2 separate regions of the Anser cygnoides genome follow, and region 1 is linked to region 2. The links are chromatin contacts, called in public Hi-C maps. All regions are on one chromosome and are shown on one strand. Each heading gives the region's core, a stretch centred on a gene start, on an enhancer-like site or on the middle of the called end of the contact. The rest is flanking DNA. Distances are from core to core; before and after follow the strand shown.

Region 1 (4,090 bases), core at 788-3,287, 33 kb after region 2:
AATTTTATTCAAGTTATATAGAATGCAGTAAAACTCGTCACGCCAGAGGATTTGCGAAGAGATGATGTGAAGATTAATTAGCAGCCGCTCATAAAGCACCCTGACTGTGGAAAGCCCTACGTGTAAAAATGACCTTGTTATCAAAGTTGCTGAGTGCGCCCAGTGCTCACTGTCAATGGAAGGTAGGGATATTTTCCTACAGCCCTTGAAAGCCAAATGAGTTGCATTTAAATATCTGCCTTTGGCTTTGGGAGGTTTTGGCACTCTGCCTGTCCCCCACTTCCTTAGAGCGGACCACATATTTTGCTTAAGTCACATCTTTTCACCTTCCGAAAAAAAAGAGGAAGATCTAGGTATCGTGGAGCCAAAAGATACCTGCTACGCACACCCGCGCATACGTTCAGGCAACAAGTGAACACAGATCATACCCTAGTTCCCTAATTACTGCCTGGAAACCAAAGACAGTGTGCCACATAATAAAGCATAACAAAGCACGGGTACTTCTGCGAACAACGCTATCTATGTGGTGAGTTAGCGCTGGAAAAAAAAATTGATAAGGCGCAAGACCAAGCACGAAGAGCCCTGCTCAACAAAATGGAGCCTGCACTGGTGCACACGGTGTTTTGGTATCTACTTATGTGCCTAAAACAATTAGGAATGACATCGCTTTAATTAAAAGCACCACCCTATGGGACTTGAGAAATGTTTTCAGGGGCGATTTCTCAGGTGACAGCTCTGCCAGAGAGCAGAGTTTGGCGTCTTCTGCACGAATACAACTTCATGCCTAAGTATTGCCACACTGCAGAGATTAATGTCTGAAGTACAATCACGCCTCACTCTGCCGGTATCCTTCTCTGCTCAGAAATCATCAGCCATGAATACTGCCGGGAAAACGCCTCATCCCCACCAATATTCAACTTCCCCTCCGCGCCGACGGCACCTCGATAAAACGAAGTGCTGCGAGACCGACCAGCGCTCGTGTCTTTGCAGGGCTTCCTCCTGCCTTTGCACAGCAGTTCCAGCAAGGAAGGGAAAATGTTCCCGCGGAAACATCCTCGGCAGCCCCCCGGGGGGAAGCGGGACGCGGGGATGTCGTTGTGGCACTGAAGGAGCTGCGTGAGGACGGGCGGCTGGCCTACCTGCCGGATGAAGGGGCTGCTGCTGATGGCCTGCATGGGCACCCCATGGCACGGTGCGGTGTCGGGAGACACGGACACGGCATGGTGTGGGGTCAGGGGACACGGACATGGCATGGTGTGGTGTCAGGGGACACGGCCACGGCACCCCATGACATGATGCTGGGGTACACAGCCACTGGGCATGATGAAACCCAGCTCTGCGTGCCGGCCGAGACCCGTTCAGCCACCCCATTAACCGAAAACCCCACAAAACCCGACCCGCGCTCCGGTGCCACGCGTGCCCTACATGACGGCATGTCACTGCACGACAAGCTAAACGAGGGGGGGTAAAGGAGCAGCCGTGCGATGCCCTGTAGCAAGGCCGGAATGAAACCATTGAGAAAAACGAGGCATTTACCCGTAAATCCCCAAAGGGCCGACGGAAGCCCGGTTACAGGAACCAGCGTGCGGTGCTCTCCGTGCGCTGCCAGGGCACGGAGCCGGGGCGCAGCCGGTCCCAGCTGCACAACCCAGACCCAAACCCGCACGTTCTCACCCCAAAGCCCTATCCCCCCCCCCCCCACACACCCCCGCGGTACTCACCGTGGCCGAGGCGACGCCGGTGTCCGCCAGGGTCAAGTGGTGCGGCTCCCAGCGGCGCAGGAACTTGGAGGTGAGGATCTTGCTGAGAAACGTCCGGGGGTGCCGGATGGCGCACACCTGGATGTCCCCCTCCTGCAGCAGCTTGTACCTCATGCCGTTGCAGTGCAGCGGGGGCCGGCGGCAGGGAGCTGCGCCCATTTTGGGGCCCCCCTCGGGCCCGGGTACGTCGGGGGGAGGCGGCCCCTTGCCCTCCTCCGCTGCTGCTGCTGCTGCCCGCGGTCGCCGCTGCCCCCGCCGGGGCCGCCGCTGCGATCCATGGGCAGCTCGGGGTGGCGGCGCCCGGCCCCGCGGAGGCGGGGGGGGGGGCGGGTTTGAATAAGAGAGATCCGAGGAGGCGGCGAGGTCAGGAAATTAAAAAAAAATGGGGAAAAAAAAAAGGGGGAAAAGGGGGAAAAAAGGGGGGAAAAGGGAAAAAATGTAAGGAAAAAAAAGGAAAAAATTGGAAAAAAAAATGGGAAAAAAGGGACGGAAGGGGGAAAAAAGGGGGGAAAAAAGGATGGGGAAAAGGGGGGGGGAAGGAAAAATGGGGGAAAGGGAAAAAAGAGGGGGGAAAAAGGAGGAAAAAAAAAAAAGAGGAAAAAAAAATCGCCGTGGGGGAAGGGATCCGCACACACCGCGGGGGTTAAGGGGAGAAGGGCAGCGGCCGAGCCCCGGCCTCAGAGTCGGCGGTCCGCCCCCCGGCGGGTCCCCCGGCGGCTCGCACGGCGCCACATCCACGCTGCCGGCCGGGCGGGCGCGGGGCGGGGGCGGCGGTGGTCCCGGCGGGGGCTGCTGCTGCTGCTGCTGGTAGTGCCGCTGCTGCTCGTAGTGCTGCTGCTGCTGCTGCTGCTGCTGGTGGCGGCGGCGGCGGTGCTGGTGCTGGCGGCGGGGGCTGCGGGGCGTCCGGCCGCGGCTCCTTCCTTCCCCCCGGGGCGGGCGCGCGCGTGCATGTAGGTGGGTGCGTGGGTGCCCGCGCGTGGCCGGGCGGTGCGGGGCGGGCGGGCGGGTTTGTGCGCGGGGAGGTCTCTGTGTGTGTGTGTGTGTGAGAGGGGTGTGAGATATGTGTGTGTGTGTGTGTGGCTGTGTGTGTGTGCGCGCTGTCCCCCGCGCGCGCCGCCGCCGCGGGAGGAGGAGGAGGAGGCGGCGAGAGGCTGCCGGCAGCGCTCGCTCCGCTCGCCGGAGCGGCTCCGGGCTCAGCCCATTGGCTGCGGGGGGGTCACGTGCGGCCCGCGCTGACGTCAATGGCCGCGGAGCCGCCGAGGGCAGCGGCGGCGGCAGCAGCGGCGGTGGCCGCGCGAGGTGCGCGGGAAGAGGCGCGCGCTGCTGCCCCCCCCCCCCCCTTTCTCCTCAGAGGGGCCGCGCCGTGACCGGGACGAGAACAGGGACTCGAGGGGACGGGGACGAAGAGGAGGAGGAGGAGGAAGAGGCCGGGGGGAGCCGCCCGGGAAGGGCGGAGGTGCGCGGCCACACACCTGCGCGCCTCACCGCGGCCGCCCGCCCTCCGCCATGAGGGGAAGCCCCGCGCGGCGCGGGCTGTGAGGAGCGCGTCGGGGAATAAATGGATTTTTTTTTTTTCCTCTCTTTCTCGTGGTAGACCTCGTTTTCTCGCAGCCCCCGCGCTGGCAGCAGCCCACGGACGGGGCCGTGGCCCTCAGACGGGTCCGGTGGCTTCGCTCTGGTGCGGTCACCTCAGAAAAGGGGCGGGAGAGCCCCGCGCCCGCCGCTCCCCTGAGGCACCTCGGCGGGGCCGTGGTCAGCGGGAGGCTGTGTCCTCCGGTAACCCGGCATCACAACGGCGGTATTCCCCCAAAAATAAATAAATGGGGAAAAAAATAACTCCCTTCCAGGACTTTTAGACCGCTTAGCAGCTTGGTGATGCTGCGTGCAACATGGATGCCGTAGCAAGAGACATCATATCATTTATGCTCAGTTTTTTTCTCATCATTTTAAAAGCCAAGTTGCTCATAGAACTCGGATCTTGTTTGCAGTTTCCCGATTGGAACCGACATGTTAGGACCAATAAAAAAAAAAATTACTTTTTATGTAATTAATACACACATTATTAAACAGTGCAACACACCACATCGGGTATTGCCAGGGTCACGAATTCAGGAGGAATTTACAGGGCTGTTTTACGCGATGCTAGCAAAACATTTGGAGAAAGTATAAACCTTCATGCTGAGGAGTTTAAACTCATCCCTAATTGAGGGAGGTTGGGAAAGGGAAGGTGTGCTGTGTGACGAGCAGATGGTTACACGGCGTGTACCTGCCGCTGGGTTTCTGGCAGCATCTCCCAGTGCAGTTCTCAAAGGAGAGGTCACGATGCCAAG
Region 2 (4,285 bases), core at 1,022-3,521:
GTAATAGATATCTAACACAAAAACACCCAACCCTTCAAGAATAGCTGTGCGAGTAGTAGCAATGATTGTACCATACGTACAAGTAATTACTGTCAGGACTCCATCTGGATCCGAAGTTTGGCGACTGTTTTACTAGCAGAAGAATCCCCAAGTTAAAACTGAATTTTGAGCTATGAGCCAGCGCCTCCCTGAAATTCTCTTTTCTCCTTCCTGTACAGCCACAGCACCGACCTAAGGATGTTTTTTTGGTTCCACATTCTCATACAGCAGGAGAATTCTGATTCACCCAAGAAATTTTAATTCAGAGGTACAAGCAGTATTATTTTTAGCACAAACAATGCCACTTTTCAGTTCTGAACTGTTCTATAGCAGCCTTTTTTTATTCACAATAAATATAAGAAGATAAAAATAAAAGCAAATAAACATGAGATCTAGGCTTTGCTCTCTCAGACCCTGACAAAAAAAAAGCAGAAGCAAGCCCCACACAGCTTTAAAGCCAGGGCTTTCAGGTGAAAACATGGAGATTCAGGTTCAAGCTTTGTTCTGTCCAATTTCCTGTCTTTTATAAAGGCCTTATTAGTGCACAAATGAGATCATGCAGGAGGAGCTAATTAACTGTCCTTTCCCACTGCCGCTCACCCTGCAGTCACTTACCTATGTAGAAATGTCCTCAGAACAGAGGATCAAACCCAGGCTCCTTCAATCAGCAAATTACCCTGCCCAAACTATAGCCTCTTCTTTTAGAGGGCATTCTTTCCCACTACCAACTGCTAGTACTGCTCCTCATTAGTCACTGGCTGAAGGGGAACATAAGAAAGCCCTACCCAACTGAAGTAAAAAAAAAAAAAAAAAAAAAAAAAAAAAAAAAAAAAAGTGGCAATAGAAATCAAGGTCCAAAAAATAAGTTTTCAGGTCCGAATAGACTTCTATCCCACTCCAGTTGTAAGGTGCTTATTCCACCTTTGGCAGCAAAACCATCATCAAGGCCAGCATTACAATTCCCCTGCCATAACCTGGAAATTGTGCGGCATGGAGGCAAAGGAGCAGTCCAAACCTAATGGAAGGATTTAAAAAGCAAAAGAAAATTTATCATTTTTCTTTGATACTTCTACTCCCAGCGTGGAGCTTGTCATTTGGAGTGGCAGGTTTCAAGCAAATATAGCAAGGTTGACCAAGAGAAGCTGTTTCTAATACAAATTATTATTAATTGCTGCTTTTTTTTTTTCTTTTTTAATTGCCTTTTCCTCCCTGAAATTAGCTTGGGAACAGCTGACTACATTATTACATTTAGGCTAGGACTCTGCTTCTGAAGGCAGGAACACGCCACGGTCTGTAAAGCAAACAGAAACGAAGCTACAGTTCCACCTGCGCCGACTTTGTCATACTCGTGAGCTCAAGACGTAACTCAAGTTTCGTCTTAAGCCCGTACCGCTGGTAACTCATCAACCACTTCCTGCTGAGCCAGCCTCTCTGCTCGGCCAGCTCCCGGCCCGGCTCCCGATGTTTCACGCTGCAGTCACTCCTTGCTCCGCTCCAGCACTACGGCAGCAGCACCGACGTGACGACCGCACCGACGACAAGCCCAAAAAGGCACCGGATGATTAATGCTTTCATAACCTCTTGTGCAAAGAGCTGACGGCGTTTTACGAGGAAAAACTCAGGTAGAAAGAGAAAATAAATGCGTTTCTGAAGACTGCTCATGGGGTCAGCTACGAAGCAAAAATTTCTCATTTATCAGTCAGCAAAAGAGAAACTTGTTATCATCCGACATCTGAAGGTTACTCATGTCGCCGGAGATCTACTGCAAGTGACCAAAAGTAAACACTCAAAGGTTTCATGCTCAAGCAGAACCGATAACTGATTAACTTGAAATTGATTAATTAGAAAGGTGAACAGAGCTCTGCCTATTTTTGAGGAACTGTGATTAATTCTTCTCATGTACTGAGGGTTTGATACAAAATTATTTTTCTTCATGCATCTCAACAATTCTTTCTTTACCCCTCCGGCACTGTTCTTCATTGAAATCATACCCAATTTCTGCTTCATCTAAAATTAAATCAAACAGGAAATAATGTACATGTGTGTCCGTTATAGACCCTTCAGCGCCTGAGGAGTACGAGCTGGAGTTAAACGCAGTCAGCAAGGCTGGAGCTTGTCGGGACCAGATTCCCTCCGCCTGAGCATTGCTCGGACAAAAGGTTTGGTTAGGAGGAGACCACCCTGCCCGGGGAGCTCCAGCTCCATGAAGTCAGGATTTGGATGGTGGAGGGACAAATCCGGGACTGCAGGGGCAGGGGGGCCAGGGCAATGCTGTTTGTTTGGTTTTCAGCCACCTGCCAAGTTACCGTGCAGGTCAATACCTATGAATCACATTCTGAGACGTCACACAAAACCTGCTCAGAAATCAATACCACACAGGGATACGGTACCCCTGAGAAGGATTTAGCAGTCTTGTGTTTACTCCTCATCCGAAAAAGTTGCTCTGTTTTTATTCAAAGGTTGGTTTACTAACTATAACCGTGTCCTGCAGCGGTGAAAGACGGTGTGGCTTTTCCAGTAAAAATAGGGATAACTGGGACTATCTTCTGTTCTCATCAGAGAATTATCCTAGAAGTTGAAACGCTTGCTTATTTATTTGGCACGAACAGCCTTATCCAAGGACACATATTCTTCTACAAGGAAACAACCAACCTCAAAACACGACTGGAAAAATGCAATGTCAACACCATATTGTTTCCTGGACTGTTCTATATTAGGTAATACACTATTTTCATCTAGGATACACCTAAATTGTGTAATTACCACAGTACCTCGCCTAAAAACGGGAAGACGCCCACCCAAGGTCTATTGCTGTTCCAAGATGAAGGAAAGAAAAGGGCAAGCGTATTTGGCCAACACTGCTACCATCTTCATGGCTTTTTCATGACATAAATATAGCACAGAAGCAAACGGCAAGCACTCAGACTAGAGCCTGGAAGTGAACGTGAAAGAAAAGCTATATTTGATGGCATCAAAAAAGCATACCGTGGAGGAGAACGGAGATGAAAATAAAAGGGAAATACTACACGAGGCCATTGGATCAGACGGATCCATCACACAGGGCTAGGAAAAAAATGCTCCATGTGACCCGCTGCCTACACTGACCAAGAGATCACTGATTACTCTGACCACAAAGCTTCTGACAGAGGCCACCCTTGTGCTCTGCATCTGCACAGCCAAGAGTGCACAAGAGAACTACTCCAAGACGGGGCTCACCGACACACCATGGCGTAGGGAACACAAACACGACCCGATGAAACATTCCCACTGACAGTTCTGCACTGAAAACAAGTAGCCCTATCTCAGAAGCGTATGAAAATCTCAAGGGCTTCAGAGACAACTAAATGAGTTATTTCTAGCATGCAGGTCTGCCTCACATTAATCTGTTGTTGCATTAGTTGAACAACAAAAGCACTCCAGAGCTGCCAAATCTGAAAAACACACGCTACGGAAAGCCAAAGTCTTAGCAGAATGATTTTGTGGGAGGCCGAGGGATTATGAAACAATTCCAGTTTTGAGATCTTCCCAACAGCCCCAAAACCATTTAACAAACAAGTTAGATTTTTAACTTGTCTGCAAAAGGAGATTGCCCACCGTACAGAACGTACCTAAATGCATTATGTATGTAGAGTGTCTATGTAAACAGAAGCGTGTCATTTACAAGCAGCTAAAAAGAGGTTTTTATTTTAAAAAGTCCTGTCTCCCTGTCATTGCAACTTGCGCGCTAGAAATCCCATCTGCATGGCTTCCATGGTAACTCTGCAGCACTGCTCATTTTTACATATAATGATCCAGTCACAAAAAGAGCAGCCACTCAAAGCTTAGTCTAAGGCCAGTCTCAAAAGCTATGGGGTGGATTAAAAAAAAAAAAAGCTAAAACCCAGAACGAGACAACTTAATATTGGTCTTTATATTGTTCAGCATTATCGGTTAGAACTGTAATGCTCCTTCAAAACAAAACAACAGCAAACAAGCTCACGGAGTTAATTATCTCTTCTCTTCTGCCTGTCAATACAGACCAATACAGCATGCTGCTAAGGTCCTCGGTCACCTGCCACACGTGGAGGACAGCAGCAGCAGGATGGCTGTACCATGCAACGCGCAGGACTTCATCCTTTCGCCCCTCCAGTCCGAATCCTCCTGTACCGAAGGCTCTTAGTTTCGGGTCGTGCAATAGGCATTTCAGGACAGGCAGCACCTGGCTGAACCCAGCGCAACTTCCACGATACTTCGTTTACGGCTTGCA

Evidence for each region. Hi-C and Micro-C count contacts between places; a contact is called where the count stands out from the background.
Region 1: a Hi-C map of liver shows a contact between it and region 2, with 8 times the contacts expected there. The contact joins the promoter of CMIP here to the enhancer-like site in region 2. A contact is called at or near these places in 3 of 7 Hi-C or Micro-C datasets (all in liver).

The regions. Positions count from the first base shown.
Region 1 is chr12:5,169,210-5,173,299 of Taihu_goose_T2T_genome, forward strand. CMIP (c-Maf inducing protein) reads right to left here and starts at 2,038. Exons shown (of 22, transcript XM_067004753.1): 1 at 1,982-2,038; 2 at 1,722-1,979. The coding sequence starts at 2,038.
Region 2 is chr12:5,135,565-5,139,849 of Taihu_goose_T2T_genome, forward strand. All of the region lies in intron 2 of CMIP (c-Maf inducing protein), which reads right to left. Among named protein-coding and RNA genes, the nearest start is that of CMIP, 34 kb to the right of the region's middle. Within about 2 kb of position 2,272, at least 1 of the 3 cell types and tissues checked has open chromatin away from gene starts, as enhancers often do. A contact at or near this core is called in liver, where this site is marked.